Regions from separate parts of the Zea mays genome. Here regions 1 and 2 are each linked to region 3. A link is a contact called in public Hi-C data. All regions are on one chromosome and are shown on one strand. The core of a region is the stretch at or near the end of the contact, and the rest is flanking DNA. Distances in the headings are between cores, read along the strand shown.

The links. A called contact is a pair of places that touch in the nucleus more often than the background predicts.
Region 1: a Hi-C map of leaf shows a contact between it and region 3, with 5 times the contacts expected there. The contact joins the promoter of LOC100274396 here to the promoter of LOC100274837 in region 3. A contact is called at or near these places in 6 of 25 Hi-C or Micro-C datasets (bundle sheath, ear, endosperm and 1 more).
Region 2: a contact with region 3 is called in a Hi-C map of leaf, with 5 times the contacts expected there. The contact joins the promoter of LOC103641354 here to the promoter of LOC100274837 in region 3. A contact is called at or near these places in 2 of 25 Hi-C or Micro-C datasets (bundle sheath and leaf).

What each region holds. Positions count from the first base shown.
Region 1 is chr10:88,327,458-88,330,444 of Zm-B73-REFERENCE-NAM-5.0, forward strand. It overlaps LOC100274396, which reads right to left and starts at 1,529. Exons shown (of 12, transcript NM_001148756.1): 1 at 1,464-1,529. It also overlaps the pseudogene LOC103642603.
Region 2 is chr10:88,304,492-88,307,670 of Zm-B73-REFERENCE-NAM-5.0, forward strand. It overlaps LOC103641354, which reads left to right and starts at 1,668. Exons shown (of 2, transcript XM_008664710.4): 1 at 1,668-2,681; 2 at 2,772-3,179. The coding sequence starts at 1,817. The coding sequence ends at 2,836.
Region 3 is chr10:88,492,989-88,496,129 of Zm-B73-REFERENCE-NAM-5.0, forward strand. It overlaps LOC100274837 (Putative CBL-interacting protein kinase family protein), which reads right to left and starts at 1,803. Exons shown (of 11, transcript NM_001365863.1): 1 at 1,455-1,803. The coding sequence starts at 1,688.

The DNA.
Region 1 (2,987 bases), core at 279-2,778, 170 kb before region 3:
CTCTTTCAGCTTCGATTTCGCAGACGATAGTATGATTGCGCTGTGTATCACTTCATAACTTGACTATTTCTAAAAAAATGCTGCAAGAAGAGCAGAACGCTCTCGAAATCTTGTTTCAGTCCCCTTTTTAAATTTTTTTTGTTCTTTTTTGGTATCAGAGATGAGCCAGCAACTCCCTACGAACCTAGTGGAGATCATGGAGCAGAGAATGAAGTTGATCGAGCAGAGGAGCGCGTACCTCCAAGAGCAAATCAACCAGGTAATTTCAGATGGGACAGCTTCTCTTTAATGCTTTTTCAGTTGTAACAAGAGAGGAACCATTATCATTGTACGGTAATTTTAAGTTAGACTAGCTGCAATAGCCTTGATGTGAGTTGGTGTTAATAAAGACAGCCAGCCGCCTCGCCGGAAGAGTACTCGAGGGCTAACAAGGAGTTCCACAAGCTGGAGAGCACCATGGAATTGATCAAAGACCTGAGATCGAAACAGGAGGTTGTGAATTGTGATCTTGTTACATTTTTTAAACAAGACACAACCTACTGTATGTATCAATGTATGAACTATTGAGGATTCAGAGGAGTCTATTTATGTTCCGATCATAGGAAATCGAGGGTCTCAAATCTTTGGTAGCAAATGATCGTGAAGAGAAAGACATGTGTGAGATGGCAGCAGAGGAGCTTCTTGTGGCTGTCGAGGAGGAGAAACGATTGCAGCATGAACTGTTTAGATCGCTGCTTCCAAAGGATGAAGCAGATGAAAAGGATTGCATATTGGAGGTGCGGGCAGGTAAACCAGATCTTGCCCTTGTACGCACATGAGCACAATTCACCTTTCAGTTATTGGGCAACAAGTGAGACTGACGGTGATGTCATATTGCAGGAACTGGAGGAGAAAGAGGCTTCTTTGTTTGCAATGGATATATTTAGAATGTCAGTTATCTTGCTCTGCAGCTAATGTGTGTGATCATCACTCTATGTCGCTAAGCTTGATTCTTCTACGTTACAGGTACGAGAAATATGCCCAGAAGAATGGATGGAAATTTGATGTCATTGACATAATGGAGTCTGCTGTGAAAGGGTACAAGGTACAACCTTTGTTAGTATTTCCCAGCTTTTGTTTGGATATATACACACGTTTTTTTCGCTGTAGCCAAAGGTATTTTCACCATTTCTCGGCACGAACGAACGAAACCAGGGAACCTAGGATGCCGAGCCCCAGCTTTGGATGGATGGCGGCAAGGAATGCGCGAGACGCGCGCCGGAGCGTACCGCCTGACCGAGCGAGCAGCAGCTGGCCGCGGAACCAACCATTGCGGGAGCCCGCAGCTCCTAGAACCGCCCGCCTTTGTTTTGACACACAGACAACGAGAACAAAACCCTACGGGCGAAGGGAGAGGAAGCGGGCACCGGAACGCAGAGCGCCAGCGGAGGCGCCTAGCGGACCGAAGGAGAAGGGACGCTCACCTGCTGCTGCTGCGCGGCGGCGGCGCGGGGTGGTCGGGCGGATCCGAGTCCGACGAGATCCGGCGGAGGCAGCGGGCGGGTGGGTGGAGTCAGTGGGATGAGATGGGGTAAAACAAGTTCCGGTTGAGGCCCAGTTCGGCACGCCATGGTTCAAGCCAGGCCGGTAATTAAACCAGCCCAGGAATGAGTGAAACCTGGTTTGCCACTTATTCCGATCACCACCTCATTTTCATGCTAGGAACTAATCCAAAAGTTGGATCACCTGTACTTATTCTAGGTACAAGATTGAGGGAAGAAAGTCCAAACCAGATTGTTTATTTTCGGATCAGTTCAAAACGAACATCTACACCAAACTGAATCAGATTCTAAATCGTACTGATTTATTCCGTCTAGAACGAGGCCTGAGGGGAGGGGGATCGTCTCGTCTCAGATCCGACCCGTCTGCAGCGCACGCCGTGCCGGGCCGCGCTCCGGCCCATTTATAGCACCCCGTCGGCAGCGGACACGGGCGCAGTGGAGTGCTGGAGGCCCGCCGCTGTCGGATTGGATTTGGTCGGATCCGGCGGGCGAGGCGAGGGGGGCGGGCAGTGGCGCTGTACTGCTGTAGCATGTAACGGGTCGAGCTTGCCACAATGCCATTCACATTCACTAGCAGCTAGGTTTGTTAGTGTTTAGCTGAAATATGACCAGCTTTAGGGGATATTTGAATGCGCTACATCTTATAGTTAGTTGGCTAAAAATAGCTAGTGAAATTAACTAGCTAATAAATAGCTAGCTAACTATTAACTAATTTGCTAAAAATAACTAAGGGTGTGTTTGGTTTGGCTTTTGGCTTTGGCTTTTGCCCCCTAAAAGCCAAAAGCCAACCAAAGGGCTGGATCCAGGAAGCAGCTTTTTCTAAAAGCCGACTTTCTCGTAGTGCAAAACTGAAAGCACCCCTGGACCTGCTTTTAGTGGCTTTTGGATGGAACTGTGAAAACATATATCGAAGAACTTTTAACGACTTTTAGTGGTTTCCACCAAACGATTTTTAGCTTTTTAACAGCACACAGCCTACATCAGCTTTTTCCACAGCTCACAGCCCACAGCAACTTTTTCCACAGCCACAGCCCAACCAAACAGACCCTAATAACTAAACTATTAGATAGATTGTTTGGATATTTTTAACTAATTTTAACAGCTAACTTTAGCTATAATGCATTCAAACACTCCCTTAGCTGCTAAGGAATGTCAAGTACACCAGATATTATGTTTTTCGTATGTATTTGTGCTAGATTTCAATCTGATCCTAAGGAATACCACCTTGTGGCAGTGAAGTAGATTTTGAGACATTCAGTTCACAAGCCTCACTTTGGGCTCTGGTAACCTAAGGAGTCTACCTTTGATCTAATTGGGTACTCGGATTCCGATTATGTCGGGTGCAAGGTAGATATGAAGAGCACATTAGGGACATGTCTGTTTTTTTGGAGGTCCCTAGCGTCTTGGAGCTCAAAGAAATAGAATTTCGCTGCCCTATCCACCGCC
Region 2 (3,179 bases), core at 418-2,917, 190 kb before region 3:
CGATTAATTTATTAATGTACTTTGCATATATATTTATATTCATTATCATTTGAATGAATGTGGACGAAAAATAGGGTTAGAAAGAACTATTATTTTGGGACAGAGTGAGTATATTGGATTTATGTGCACTTGATGATTCTCGCACCCAATGGGGACATAAATAATTTTTCACAAGTGTACATCATTACTCTTAACTAGACTTGCTTAGGTCAAGCTACTTATTTTATCCCTTTTATAGTATGACCAAAAGAAAAATAAAGGTCCTATCACTACTCCAAGTGTCCATCAACTACATTGATATTTAGAAATAGCTGATCCTTTAACCCGACCACTTATCCTTTGAAAATCGATAATTGGTTTCCATTAATAGAGGTATGATTACCATGTAAGCCCAATCGATCTCCATTATTGTGAACTAACTTAGTTTTTTTTGAAATACACGTTAGTCACAATAACTCATTAGGATCCTAGGTGCTTTAAATTCCCCCTTTAATGATTGAAATCAACCTATTCTCAAGCATGTGTGAAAATATTTCAGGTTTTAAAGAAACCTTGTTTATATAAACTTTTACTGTTGTAACATGAAATGTTAGTACAAGATCATATAACAAAAATTCATAGGCGTGTACCATACAAGAGAAAGATAGCCTGGCCGGACACACATACAACATAGTGGGGGCCTTGGCCCCCGCTCAATTTTCAAAAACCATGTATAATGCTTAGTACCCAATTAATTAGGCCCCCACTCAAGGTCAGTTACAGGCCCCCAGTCTCCCGATTTTTCATTACCATTAGTGAGAAAAAATGTTGGGCTGAAAAATAAAGCCTAGAATAGCATCTAAAAGCAATGAAGATTCATTGAAAATAATGCCTAAAACAGAATTAAAAGAGGACAAAGCTTATTGTCTATGTTGTTATGGTAAATGGTTTGATCAGTATGGTAATTAGCCCCCACTCATTTTTTGATCTAGGTCCGCCACTGGTAGCCTAAGTATATGAATAAGCTCGTTTACTTGAGATATAGATTGAAAGAATACAACTATAAACGGTCATACGTGACATGATATAAGATAAATAGTAAAGATAACACATGTCACAACATAGCACACATATCATACACATGCAAAGCATAGAGAGGTATAAAAGTGCATATAAGAGTATCGCACAGTTAGGAGCTGAAGAACCTAGTCTTTTTTAAACATATGTTTTTTTGTGATATTAAATAAATATTGTTAGATTCGTTATGGTACATATTTTCATATTATTTCTATCTGGAATCATAATTATTATTACCGCTTTCATAAATTAGTTTAGTTTTAAACAATTTTGCTTTGACACCTACTTTTGATGTTGCTTACTTATCTCTTTTCTTTGTGTATATACACCTGAAAATTGTACAAATATAAAGGAATCATCTATCAGGCGATACCAAATTTTGATGTTCTTACATATCTGCATCCAACCATTTTTAACTCGAAGATCAGGCGTGTGCGTTCTATCTAGTTTCAGTACGAGAACCGAATCTACGTCTCTGTCTAATAAAAAGAATTTGGAGCTCATGTTACTGTATGCGAGTAACAAGGTTCGGTAAAAAATAATTTTTATGTAATAAACATAAAATAGAAATGATTGTTTCTCCTTATTTCTTTTTTTCTTGGAGCTTTTCCCTCTCTTTTTTTCCCACGTCAAAGAGCTGAAGAAAAACCTCTGCGACCTGCTCGTCGAGTGAGCCGTTTGGTCGCGTCTCCACCCAAACCCTAATCCTCGTCCAATCGTCCCACCCACCCCGGCCCCTCCTCTTGAAGCCGCCATCGCCATGACGACCCCCTTCCGCCCGTCCCCGCCGGCGCCCTCTGCCAAGGGCGGCTGCGGCGGCGACCGCTGCGCCTCGGGCCGCGACGCCTGGCCGCTCCACCACTTCCGTCACGAGGGCGTCTTCTGCCTCCTCTGCTCCTCCTGCGTCCTCCTCTACAGCCCGTCCGCCTTCTGCTCCGCCTGCCTCCACCTCCTCTCCTCCTGCCCCGCCGCTGCCGCCGCTCCCCCGGGCGACCCTGCCGTCGCCCCGCCCGGGCCCACAGCGCCCTGCTCCGCCTGCGGCGTCTCCGTCGCGCACCTCTCGTGCGTCCCGGCGGAGCACCCAGCGCCCTTCGTCTGCCCGCCCTGCGCCGCCGCTGCCGACGGCAGCGCCTTCTCGTTCGCGCCAGCGCCCGGCCGCCGCCCGCTCGAGGAGCGCGACGCGCGGGTCCTCCTCGTCGCCGCGCGTCTCGCGCACGACTCCGTCAGCCGCGCCGCGGCCGCCGCCCGCGAGGAGGCGGAGCGCCGCGTCGCCGAGGCCGCCTCGGCCAGGAAGCGCACCCGCGAGATGCTCGACGCCGCCTTCCGCGCGCTCGAGGCGGAGGCCAGGGACGCCAAGATGAGGCCGGCCGCGCCCGCGCCCACGCCCGCGGCCGCCCAGCCCCCAGCCCCCAAGAAGAAGCCCGAGGCAGCCCAGCCCGCGCCCCCCAAGAAGAAGCACGAGGCCAATAGGGACAGGGACAAGATGCTCAAGCTCAACGCCATGCAGCAGCCTGCGCTGGCGTTCGCGGCGGCTGCAGCTGCGGCGGCGGCAGCCACTTCGGTGCCATTGCCGACTCCCTCATCAAGGGAGGAGAAGAAGCCTGTCGTGAAACAAGAAGCGCAAGGTGGGCGATTTTGTTACATTGAACCACTGCAGATGGGAATCCAATCTGCTACTCCCTTGTTTACTGATTGTTGCTGTGACATTCTTGCAGGCTCTGCGCCTCCACCGAGGGATGATCAGGATCGCTTTCCTCTGTTTGGGACCTTGCAGTCGTGAGATTGTTGGTGCTGTAATCTGCTTCTTCCTCCCCCTATTCCATTGTGTTAGCGTGATTTTGTGCAGCGAAACAGTCTGAGGAGAGACTGAGGTTTGCCGTGCAGTGATCTTGCAAAGTGTAAGGATCGCATTTCAGAGTCTCCTCACCGTATATCCTACTCTTTGGCATGCTAGCTGATCTTCCATCCATCATAGCTGTTCTGCATCCTGTGTTCCGATTTGTTCTCTCGTATTTCTAGTGAAATGATTTCCAAGATGAAGTGCAACCAGGTTCTCCAGCTTCCAAACTGTCACTGGTGGCTTAGCTAGATTTAGGAGACATGGACATCAGGGTTTTAGAACG
Region 3 (3,141 bases), core at 553-3,052:
CACTCAACCACCGGCAGCGGCACCACTGTTGTCCACCCGTAGATCACACAAATGTGCACATTTTGCACGTGAACACGGCGTTCAGGGATGACGTTCATCCGCGGGATCGCTGCGTCTTGCCCAGCAGCGAATGCCTCCAACAGTGTGTCATCAACAACATGGAGAACTTCACGCATACGACGGATGTGAAGGGAAATGGTTTGCTCCATACCTTTCCTGTTGATTTGGAGACCGCTGCCTCTGTTCTTGTCAAGAACAACAAGTGTTCTTCTTCTTCCTCTATTTTCTTTGAGCAGTGCTGATAACGTGTTGAAACTCAGTGGCAAAGAGATTTGAAACCGAGAGAAAGTGACTGTTGTGTGTCTTTATTGCAAAGGGGGTTCCGTTATATACAAGATTAAACAGTGTTTTCCAATGGGTGTGTCCCTTGGGAAGTAATTGTCAAATGGAGGGATTTAATCACATTGTAACATGTTTTGTAACAAACACTACAATCACTGGGGTGTTGCAAGTTGGATTAATTAAGCAATAATTGTATACTACTACTACTTGGGTAGTTGGGTGGGTCGTGCCAATAATTGGTGGACCCGGAGCAGCGCGACATGGAGCACCGTGTCCACCAGCTCAGCCTCACTATGGTGGGACTGGGATAGGCCGAGGCGGACCCACACGCCTGTCTCTGCCAACGGGTGTGCATGCCATGTGCACCAGCAGCATTGATTCACTACTGCTACTCTCCCTCATTCCGAAAAAAGTAGCAAGTACACCGAGAAGACAAATGTTTTAAAATTATATATAAAAAATAATCGATTTATTCGATAATAAATTTAATAATAAATTTATTCGAAGATATAAATACTTATACTAGAATTTCTTTACATATAAGTTAATATTATCTTTTTTAAAAATGCTGACTCTCTGATACGTGAGGTGCGTCGTTATCCCGAGACCGAAAAAGTACAGAAAGACATCGACAATATTTACAAATATTATTAATTTATCGCTGTCCAGATCTATGGGCTCAACCTTTGCTAAGTAGAGTGTACATGCTAGTAGTACTAATTAGTAATTATACTAAGTATTGAAAGTCTGGACTTTTACGTTCCAAAATTTGTATGGGTGAAAATTGTGGCTGAGAGGGTGGTGTGGTGCACCGTGCACGTGCGGTAGACGAAGACGAGCGAGAGCCAGTAGACAAAAGTCTTGCAGCAGTGGACAGTGGCCAAGTTGCAGTGCAGGCTTGCAGCTGAGCTGCGGCCAGGCAAATCGATCAAAAAAACTGCGATACTTACCAGTAATACTCAAATCGATCAAAAAAAAAAACAACTGGGGTAGAGATGGGTGGAATTTTCGAGAAGCAAATCTAGGAACGGCGAAGGCGTCTCAACACGCAACGAATCTATGTTAACAAATCTAGGAATTCGGAGATGGAAGACGAGCGGACCGACACCGACCTCGTGGAGGCGGACGACGTTGGGGTGCGCGAGCAGCTTGAGCGTGGCGATCTCGCGGCATATCTGCTCGTCCGCGCGCTGCGACAGCACCCTGGCGCGCTCCATGATCTTCACGGCAAACTGCCCGCCGCTGCCGCGGTGCCGCGCCTGCTTCACCTTCCCGAAGTTGCCCTCCCCGAGCGTCCGCCCGAGCTCGTACGCGCCCAGCAGCCCGCGCGCGCCGTCGCTCACCATGTCCGGTTGGCTTGGCGACGGGCTGCTCGATCAGCTCATCTCTGGAACAGAATACAGGGGAATCTTATTCAGCGCCGGGCGAGTCGGGGAAGAAGGGGATTGGGAACGGAAACCAGATCGTATTTATACGGGTCTCCTGCAGCCGTCGTGCCCGCTCCTCTCCTTTATCCGCTTTTTTATTAGCCTATCTAGAACCACAACAAACTTCATTTTATAATGTAATCTGCGTTAATAAGGCTTTGTTTTGTAGTCACTAGACTAGACTTTAGTGAAAAGTTTAGTCGCTAAAGTACACCGTTTGGTCCCATTTGTTTTCAGTGACTAAACAGGACTAAAGAGCATTAATTACTGTGAATAATGACTATATTACCTTTATTAAATAGTATATGTTTGTTGTAACAAGAAAATAGAGAGGGTTAATACGGTAAAAATTATACTTTAGTCACCCCTTGTTGACTAAAGAACTAAAGTTTAGTCACCTTATTTTAGTCACCATATTTACTTCTTTAGGGACTAAAGTGACTAAGCTTTAGAACTTTAGTCACCCTAAATCAAACGGGACCTTATAAATAATCTATAAACGGTGCATTCTACAATATAATATAATATTTTTACATGGTTATATATATATATATATATATATATATAATTTATTGGCCATAACCTTAGAGTTCTTCGGTCCCTTTATACTTGGGCTATGTGCACCCAACTAAAAAACAGCGAAGAAGCCCACACATGTACTAAAATCTGAATTAAATCTTCGAACTTAATTTCAGGAATCAACGTAGCGTCCTAAAATTGCGGGGTTAAGGTCTTGTTTTTGAATTACATTAATCTGGATTGCTATAATTCAATGATCTAGGATGTTTGGATCGCCTAGAGATTATTTTACGTAACTACTATAATCCAAAGGTAATACAAATATGTCAATACAGACCCTAATAGATCTGAACCCCATTGATTTTACAAATAACATGTGAGATGCAGCAAGCCAGGAACCATGGAGACGGAGGGATGCTGACAATGGAAGAGGAGACACTGTTCAATCTTCGGTACATGCACCTTCACCGGTCCGGTATAACCTTCGGTGCACCACTAGAATGTGTTTTCATGTTTCTTTACTTGGGCTTCTTTTGTTGTGTGTCTTGGACTCTTACATGATCTTTTAAGGTCTTCAATGAGTCTTGTAATTCCTTTGCTTTAAGGCGATGATCTTGGTGATCACCTCGTTGTTAATGCTAAATAGCACAAGCCATGTGGGCTATGCCCAATATATGTGCTTTGCAAGAAACCGCACGCCGTAGAAGTAAAATTTAAGGAGCACTACATGGATTCTCTTAAGAAGATACTCAGGTGATGCTTGATTCTACTTAGCAATGACATGAAGATTCAAGAAAACTTCAAAGTTCACCCACAAAGAACTTGTGATGCTTGACAGATCAAGATGCTAGCG